Linked DNA regions of Mus musculus: region 1 is linked to region 2. Evidence: chromatin contacts called from public HiChIP or PLAC-seq data. All regions are on one chromosome and are shown on one strand. The core of a region is the stretch at or near the end of the contact, and the rest is flanking DNA. Distances in the headings are between cores, read along the strand shown.

Region 1 (4,426 bases), core at 1,494-3,993, 970 kb before region 2:
CAAGCTGTACCTCTACAAATACTCCCTTCAATAATTCTTTTCTGGTTATTTTTTTATGGAGATTGTCAGCTATTTTTCTTCCAAGAACCTTATAAATAAATTTTATCTCTTAAGAAATGAACTCTACAAAAATAATAAAGTACTGACTTGTAGGGAGGAACGTATATTAAATTACACAGGACAGTTAAACTGATCAGAAGCCCTTAAGCTTTGAATGTCATAAAATCAACTCAAACAGAGTTTCAAAACCATAATAAAATAAAACAAAATAAATATGAAATCCATATGCTATCTTAGCAAAAATTGTGACTTTTTTGCTGTCTTCTTTCACTGTGCTTTCAAGTGAGTTGGCTTCATTCCCTATGCAGAGCTATGCCAATGACTGGAAAGATGCTGTAGTGACTTGAGCTTCCAAGGTCCTTAGTCTCAGAGGTAACACAGCATTATTGAGCATTCAGAGATCCATGATATACATTTTTTGACCTGCATGCATAGTCCTGTACTAAAGTTTGCTCCAGAGGCCATACATCCGTATACTTAGATAAGAAGAGTCATGTACATATGCAGTTGTGATCAGGTAGGCTATTCCTTATTTAGCATGCAGGAGAGTCTCTTCCACACTTTTTTTTAAACTTGATAGTTCATTTTTTCTAGCACTTTATAATATTAATTATTTAGATGTTCTTCAGTTTATATATCTATTGTTGGTTTTGTGGGGGTAAAATTTATTAACCTAATTTGGTAAATGCCAAGAAGCATGTTTGCTATATAACATAGTCATGGTGTGTTTAGTTTTCTAAGGAATTATCGAAAGTGCCTATATGGCATTATCATTTTGAATTTCTGCTAGCAATGCCTGTAAATTCATCTTGCTCTATGTACTATTCAGCAAATGCTTTTCTTAGTCGGTTTTCATCTATTCACATAGTCTGTGCAGGAGTCTCATTATTGTTATAGCTCCAACTGTTTATATTTTTATATATTTGATATAATATATAAATAATATATATATTATATACACACACACACACATTTAAACTGTTTTTATGTTGTCTTTTCTAAAGTCTTGTTTTGGACCCTTTTGGATATGGGTTACTTATTTTCTCTGGGAGTGAATGAGAAAAAGACAGAAACCATCCCAAAGTCTTTCACTCTCAGACTTATCTATTCTGAGACTCCAGCAATTTTTCAATTACAGTTTAGAGCTGACTGACTTCTGGATCCTACCAAAGTTTCAGGTACCCGCTCCTGTGTCTGCCTATCTATTTTTATCTATGCTTTAATTCTGTGTCTGTGTATCTACATTTCCAATGTGTGAGGCAATGTTTGGTGCAGTGGTCTCCCTCCTTCTCTACCTTACTGTTATCTTCTCTCTATTAGTCCTTCCTTCTCTTCAATTTTATTTTCTGCCGCTACTGTTTCTTGTTAGTTTATGAAGCCACCCACCCTTTTCAGGTTCCCCATTCTTACTGTTGCTGTCTGGTTGTTATTTTCATTCAGGGGAATTTTTATCCTTAATATTCTTTTTTTTTTCATACCTGGCTTTTGACTATATTTACTTTACATCTTCTTTCTTTGTATCTTGATCATACTCTTTTGATTGGTACTACACAGCACATATTTAACTGAATTCTTACCTTTATCATCACATCACTGTTCAGATGGTCTCTATTGTTTATTGTTCTCCTAAGGATTGTCAGATGTGCCAACTTATTGTTTCCTCTTTTCTTAATCTCTACATGTGAGATATTGTAGTTTGACATTTTTTACTTCCATATATTTTAATATTCCTTTAAATAGCATTGACCTTTGCTTTAGGATGCAGCTAAGTAGTTTGGTTGTAATATGATAATATTTGTTAGTGGGCTTTACTTTTTCTTATGGTCCATCACTAATTCATCATCCTTGTAAGCCAGTGTTCAACTGGAGAACTCAGTCTTTGCCACTTTTCTGTGATTCTGGTGCCAACACAAATTTTCCAAGACCCTTCTGAGTGTTTGCTTTATGCTACACACACTCCAGTGAAGTCTGCTTGGAAGGCCAGGAGGCCTGGAAGCACAAGGCCAAGAGGCCTGGAAGCACAAGGCACAGAGTTTCAAGGAAACTCAACCTCCTGGAACCTTGGCATTCTCATATCCCGTATACTCATACCCTATCCCTGAGTTAGTCTGGTGTATGGATCCACGTGCTCTCTTTTAGTATTATTTTCTTATAAGTGCCTTTAAAGATTGAATTCTGACATACCTAAGCCTTCGCCAGTGTTCCAACATCCTAGAAAATCATTGAAGCAGACAAACTTGGAATTCAGTAGGAATTCAGTAAGAAGGTTATCTATTCAGTAACATTCAAATTTACTTCTGGTAGAGACAGTGAAACTAATTAGGCATTACAAAGAAAGGAAACTGAATAGCTCCAGCTCTGGGCTGGTCTGCAGAGTGTTTACAATAGCCAGTCTTATCCAGACAAGGGAATTCACAATGGCCTAGCAAATAGGTGGGTTTACCATGTAAGAGGTAGGGAATCCCACTGAGACATGGATTTTATCTTCAGCCAGGTATAGCTGGCTACATTGCATACTAGAAGCAAGTTGGTGAATTCTTCTGTCAAATGGAAATTCCCCACAGATACTTAAAAGTACAGCCAAGTTACCTTCATGTGCAAGAATTTACCAAGGCCTAGGAAAAAGGAGGTTTGTTATTCATGAGAAGGTCGACTAGAGTAGAACCCCCTGGTGCTAGCTTTCACAAGGCTCAAAGGAGTAGCACAAATTGTGACTAGGGTGTCAAATCCTTATCAGTCATTAGCTGCCCCTAGGCAGGGCTGTTTTATCTTTACTGTAAATACTACCCAGTCCCTGTACGTCCTTTTGAAGTTATCCCTTTGTTTTGTGTCAGGTAACTTCCATGTACTTTGCCTACCCCTTTGTTTTCTGTATTATATAAGACTGGTGTTCACTTTGTGAGAATACACTCAGATTCTACACACTCTCTCATGTCTCATCTGTTTGTCATTCACCGACTCCTTGTCCACCTGCAACTAGAGACCTGTTCTATGTATACAGGGACCAAAAGGGTCTGCAGCAGCTTTAGTTTTGTGCACTCATTTATCATTTGAAGTTGCCAGGCAGCTCAGTTTTCACAGAGTCTTTTGCTGGCTGGTCCTTTAAAGTCCTAAGGTGGTCTGAGGATTTACCCAGTGCATCTATAACTACATATACTGTTTCTCACTATAAAATCTTTCTAAGAATTCTTACATTCATTAACATAATCTCAAATTGTTTTGAGAATCAGTACTTCTATTGTTTTCACTCTTTCCTGTCTTCCTCTTTCCTGGTCTGGTAGGAAACTCTTCAGGATATAGTCTAGGCTAGGAGACTGGTTAAGTTGGCTCATTATATTTGTTAAGTCTGTGGGATCCTTCCTTACTCTGCTATGTTGACTAATGTATGGAAGGCACTGTGAAGTTAGTTTTGTTCAATCTTTTTATGTGGTGAGACTGGTCTATCCACATCATCATGATCAGAAACAAAAGACCCATCTTACTTGTTACTGTTGTTATAGAAAACATTCCTCCTTAATTAATTTAAATTCACATAAAAATCTAAAACAAGACATTAGCTCAAAAGGAGAAACATTCTTTTGTTCAATCCATATTTGTCTTGCACATTATAAATGCAATTTTATTTTTCAGTAATGTAGGGGTTGGGAAGGCAGGGGAGAAAAAAATGCCTGTGACATGATTCAAAAAAGCAGCCGTGACAATCTCCAATCAATTTACTTCATTTCAAACCTATTTCTAATCACAAGGAAAGATTTCTTTATGACATATTTGTACATTTCACCTGTGGATGTTTCAACATTATCCTCAGTATGTCCCCAAATTTGCTGGTATTGAAAGACAAAACATTATACTGGTGGGTTTTTCTACTAATTATTTTTTAAGCATTATTTTCCCAACACAGAAGAGCTTTTTTTCCCTCAGTATAACAAAAATTGAGCTTTTATATGCATTCCATAGTAAATACACAAAATTTTATTTTTTTATTTCCACTTGAAGTGTAACATTTCATATAAGATTACAAATGATGGTTTCTATTTTGATTTTTTTTTCAGTATAAAAAAGTTGCCTTAATGGCATATTATGATGTAATGCTAATAGCTTGTAGGGTAGTTGACTATCAGTATTGAGTCCTAATCTTTAGCTGCCATCTTGTAGATATGGAAAATGCCACAAAGCATTTGTTTTGTATTTTGTTGCATTGTAAACTGCAATTAATAAGCCAAAGAATCAACATATATTAAGTGCCTGTACTCTTTCTAAAATCCACAAAGAGTGATAAATTAACAATATAGCTCAGTGTGTGCTAATTTTACTACACTCTTTTGTTATGCATATGCAGGGAAGTCATAGGAATTATAAATTCAAT
Region 2 (4,028 bases), core at 1,474-3,973:
AGTTAATGCATTAATTATTAAAATCAAAATAACTGTTCTAAGCTGTTTTAATTGGCAAAGGAAACCAGAAACTGATTGTTTAGGTTCTAGTTAATTCAAGGGGTCCTTTTATTATTTCAAAATGTATTATTTTATTACTTATAAATAAAAAATATTATCATTCATGTTCAAATACAAATTAATTTTTGATATGAGGAAATACAATACAGGCTCTGGAGTCAGATGCATCCCAAACTCTGCTATAAAAAGGGAGATCATGAAACAAATCAGGATTAAAAATATCTAGTTTGTAGAAAGTATTTATATCCTTGAAACATTGAGAATAACCACTATAACAAGTAACTAACTAATCATATATGTATACTTGTGGCACACATCTTCATTAGATCTTGTAGTATGTGTATATGTATGTGATAAAGAGAGGAAGAGGAAAAAAAGTTAAATAATTGAGTTGGTAAGGGATAAAGCAAAAATATTACTTTTAATCCACTTATGGCCAAAATTTAGAAAATAACTGATCCTGGGCTATGCAACCCCAGTGGATGCATCTATAGCACAACCCCCATATGGAAGTCTTAGATAACATCTGAGGAGAGAGTGGCATGATTATAAAGGCCTTCGGACCAGGAAGTCAGCTGTGAGATTTGTGTCTCCTAGAAATGACTTGGAAGCTACCCCTGTGATACATCAACAATATGGCTGTCTAAACAAGACAGGATTAATTACATTGTCAGTACAGAGACTAATGTGGAAAGGAGGAATCTCATGGAATCTTTACCCATAACAACTACAGTGACTCAGTGACTGCTTCATGTATCATCTGATAAAATCCCCATCCCAAATCTGTTGTTCATTATTGATCAGTGGGAATCTCATCTTAAACATTTCTTGATGAGGAACATCTTTTTAAGGTATATGCTCTGTGTGTGTGTGTGTGTGTGTGTGTGTGTGTGTGTGTGTATGTATGTATGTATGTACTTAAGGAATGTATGTACTTAAGGAAAAAAAAAACATGAAATTGAAGAGTGAGGAGTGGCCATAAGTGGGTGTAGTTGGATTGAAAAAAAAAGAAGCTAAATGATGTAATTGTATTTTTTATTGTAAAAAATAATTTAAATAAAGAACGAAAACTCACACAACTTGGGAAAATCCTTGGCTAATAAGATGAGTTTACAAATTTTGACAATAAAACCACAGTGCTTTTGGACTTAGTAAAAAACTTCTTGAGACTAAGTATCTCCTTTTGGCTTAGCAACACAGAGTATTCCTGTTTTAGTTAAGGAACATTTCCATGTAATCAGCTGGGGGTTTGGGAAGGATGGAAAGGCTGATGTTAAAGGTAAGAAAAGAAACATGTTTTTCCCTGGAGTATTGTTCATCCAATGAATATTTAGCTCCTAAAGCTAGCAGCCATTATATACAGTCTTGGCTGTAAAATAGAACCGTTATCCCTGCTCCTAGTAAACTTCAAATGTAGAAGAATGTGTTTAAATACTGAGAGAAAGTAATGAGGAGAACATGACCATGCACTAGGAGGATAGACGGGATTTGACTGTGGTGGAAGTGAATGTGGCACCAACTGGGTATAGGCTTTGTCTGAAGTCAGACACAGATCAGATGGGGGATTAATTCTGAAGCGAAAGCAACGCTTTGTGAAAAACACAAGTACAGCAGCTTATTTAACAGACCGGGAATTCGTAAAACAACAATTGTGCATTTCACTCAGAAAAAGGGTTGTTCTTCCTGGGAAAGGGGGACTTTGTTCACAAGCCACTTGAAATAAGCTTCAAAGTATGCTTATGTTTGTTCCTCCCACTCCCGAAGAATGTTAACCCGTTATTATAATGAAGCTATCACCAGCAATAACGGTTCTCTTGACCAGTATGTCACCAGTTTGGTTGATGGTTCTTGTTAATTTCTCTGATTCCCTGCTTGCTTATTGCCAAAGTTGCTGCCTCCAGGACCTCAGCTGGAGTTAGAAGAATCTTCCGGTTCCCTGCTCTCAACCAAAGTGCACAGGATCCAAAATCCATACAGTGGCTAAACTTAGCGGATAAATAGTATTTCACAACTGTGTGAAGTGACTAACAGTATGGATCTGGGCCTTATTATACTCCTCTAATGGGCAGTCCTTGAATTCCACTTTAGTTGTTATTCCTGGTTCACTTATATTTTATGAACACGGGGAGTGGGGAAAGAGAAGAAAGCTTTAGAAAATAATGGCAAGGTTCTTCAGTTTACCTGAAAATACCCCAGATGTCACCAAAGTGCTATAAAACAAATAACATCATCACCATCATGTATTTATAGCCTTGGAAAAGTCGTATTTGAATGTTTAACTTAGAATAAAAGCTTTAGCGTCAGGGGCTTCCAGTCGACAGAATGGAATCTGGAACCAGCCTGGTTTAGAATAGAGTTCTCACTTGCTACAGGATTTAAGACTCTTATTTTGGATTGTGTGGCTAGCCTTTAATGGCTGATCCTAAACTGGTCCGGCTCGCCCTGCAGGCTGGGGATTGTCTCCTTTGGGCAACCGGAAATCCGCGTGAGCCAAGGAGCGGAGGGGCAAGCAGCCTTGGTGGCTGAGACACAGCTTGCTGTGGCTCCGCCCTCTTCTTCCTCTTCTTGTTTACCCGGGAGTTCCCGGCCAGCCACACTGCAATTCTAGCGGAGTACGCATGCGTGAACTAAGCTGCTCGCGCCCGCGCGCGTGCATGACGTCACAGGCGCCTAGGTCCAGACTTTAGTTGTCCGCGGGTTTTGCTGGTGAGTGAATTTGGGGAGGTTTGGGTTTCGCTGCGGGCCGACCCTGGGTAAATATAACGAGGACTCTTCACTGCAAAATTTGGTGCAGATTTGCAGAAATGCTGTTACACGTACTGTTAGTGTTGACCGATCCCTATCGGGAAGAGACGTGAACAGATCCAAGTCCTCCCTCATGCTGCTGAGTGTTTTGGGGACGGTTGGTCTCTATTCGTTAAGCAGCGATGCTATTGAGTAGCCCAGGCAAGGAGTTTGAGAAGTTTCAACCTAGAGTTCACAGATTAACATCAATTGCAAGTTTCTCTTAGGATATTTACGAGTTTGAGGGAGGAGGCAACCAATGCCAGTTTTGAAATCAGGAAGCTTTTTGGTACAGTGTGCGTACACAATATTTTCATTGACAAAGGGGTTAAAGAATAAAACCCGTGCTTATCTCCCGCCCCCACGTCCAACATTTTAAGATACCAAGGTGAAGTTGGTGAAATTGTAACATCTAAAATCTTAGAAGTTTTTTAAATACAAAAGCTAAGTGGAAATCCAGCTAAGAAGGTTGTTAACTCAGAAAACATTTTCCTCCGAGAAGGAATACCCATACTTTATATTTCGTATCTTTGTAAGAGATTGGTTTTTATTTTTACAGTTACAACTGAGACTGAATATATCAGTTTACAGTTTTCCAGCAGTCACATAACGAGCATATTATTTTATGATACAATGGAAAACGTTTCTAAGGTCCAAGATAAATATATCTGACCATTATTAATTCCAATTAGTAATGTGTAGCAGTATGATATGTGAACATGAGATAGCTTTTTGGTTTCATATGTTAGATTAAGAAATTAAAACTGAGACTTTCAGTGTGACACAGTGTATTTAACCTTTTTGACAGTCGTGTATGCTGAAGAATTTGGATGCTGTTGTAAAACTGTTAATTTCATACTAGATGTTAGCAGGAGAAAGACATATAGAGGAACCTCCTCTGCCTCCTGTACAAAGAATATATAGGATATAGAAAGCTTAAAGGGAGAAAATCCAATTAGGTAAGGACAGCAATGAATGTAAGAGTTGATAAAGATTTGAATTAGTGATAGAAAGGTTAGGAAAAAATAGTCATTTAATGCTAAGTGAACAGTACAATTTAGTATTTTTTTTCTGTTGTATGGCATTTTGGTGTTGTGTGTATGTTAGTTTGTTTAATTATCACAAAGACTTGTGACATTGATGCTTTATAGCTTACCTATATAGACAAAGGTGCTGTATTTCAG

What was found. HiChIP or PLAC-seq counts read pairs in DNA pulled down with a chosen protein or histone mark.
Region 1: an H3K27ac HiChIP or PLAC-seq map of embryonic stem cells shows a contact between it and region 2, with 4 times the contacts expected there. The contact joins the enhancer-like site here to the promoter of Pot1a in region 2. A contact is called at or near these places in 5 of 39 promoter capture datasets (the C10 cell line, the HPC-7 cell line, liver and 1 more), 3 of 484 Hi-C or Micro-C datasets (the HPC-7 cell line, LSK cells and pre-B cells) and 3 of 115 datasets of contacts at active chromatin or transcription factors (embryonic stem cells and pro-B cells).

The regions. Positions count from the first base shown.
Region 1 is chr6:26,775,013-26,779,438 of GRCm38.p6, reverse strand. No RefSeq gene overlaps it. Among named protein-coding and RNA genes, the nearest start is that of Gm30779, 10 kb to the right of the region's middle. Within about 2 kb of position 2,743, at least 10 of the 459 cell types and tissues checked have an H3K27ac peak or open chromatin away from gene starts, as enhancers often do. A contact at or near this core is called in embryonic stem cells, where this site is marked.
Region 2 is chr6:25,807,913-25,811,940 of GRCm38.p6, reverse strand. Pot1a (protection of telomeres 1A) reads left to right here and starts at 2,723. Exons shown (of 18, transcript NM_133931.5): 1 at 2,723-2,766.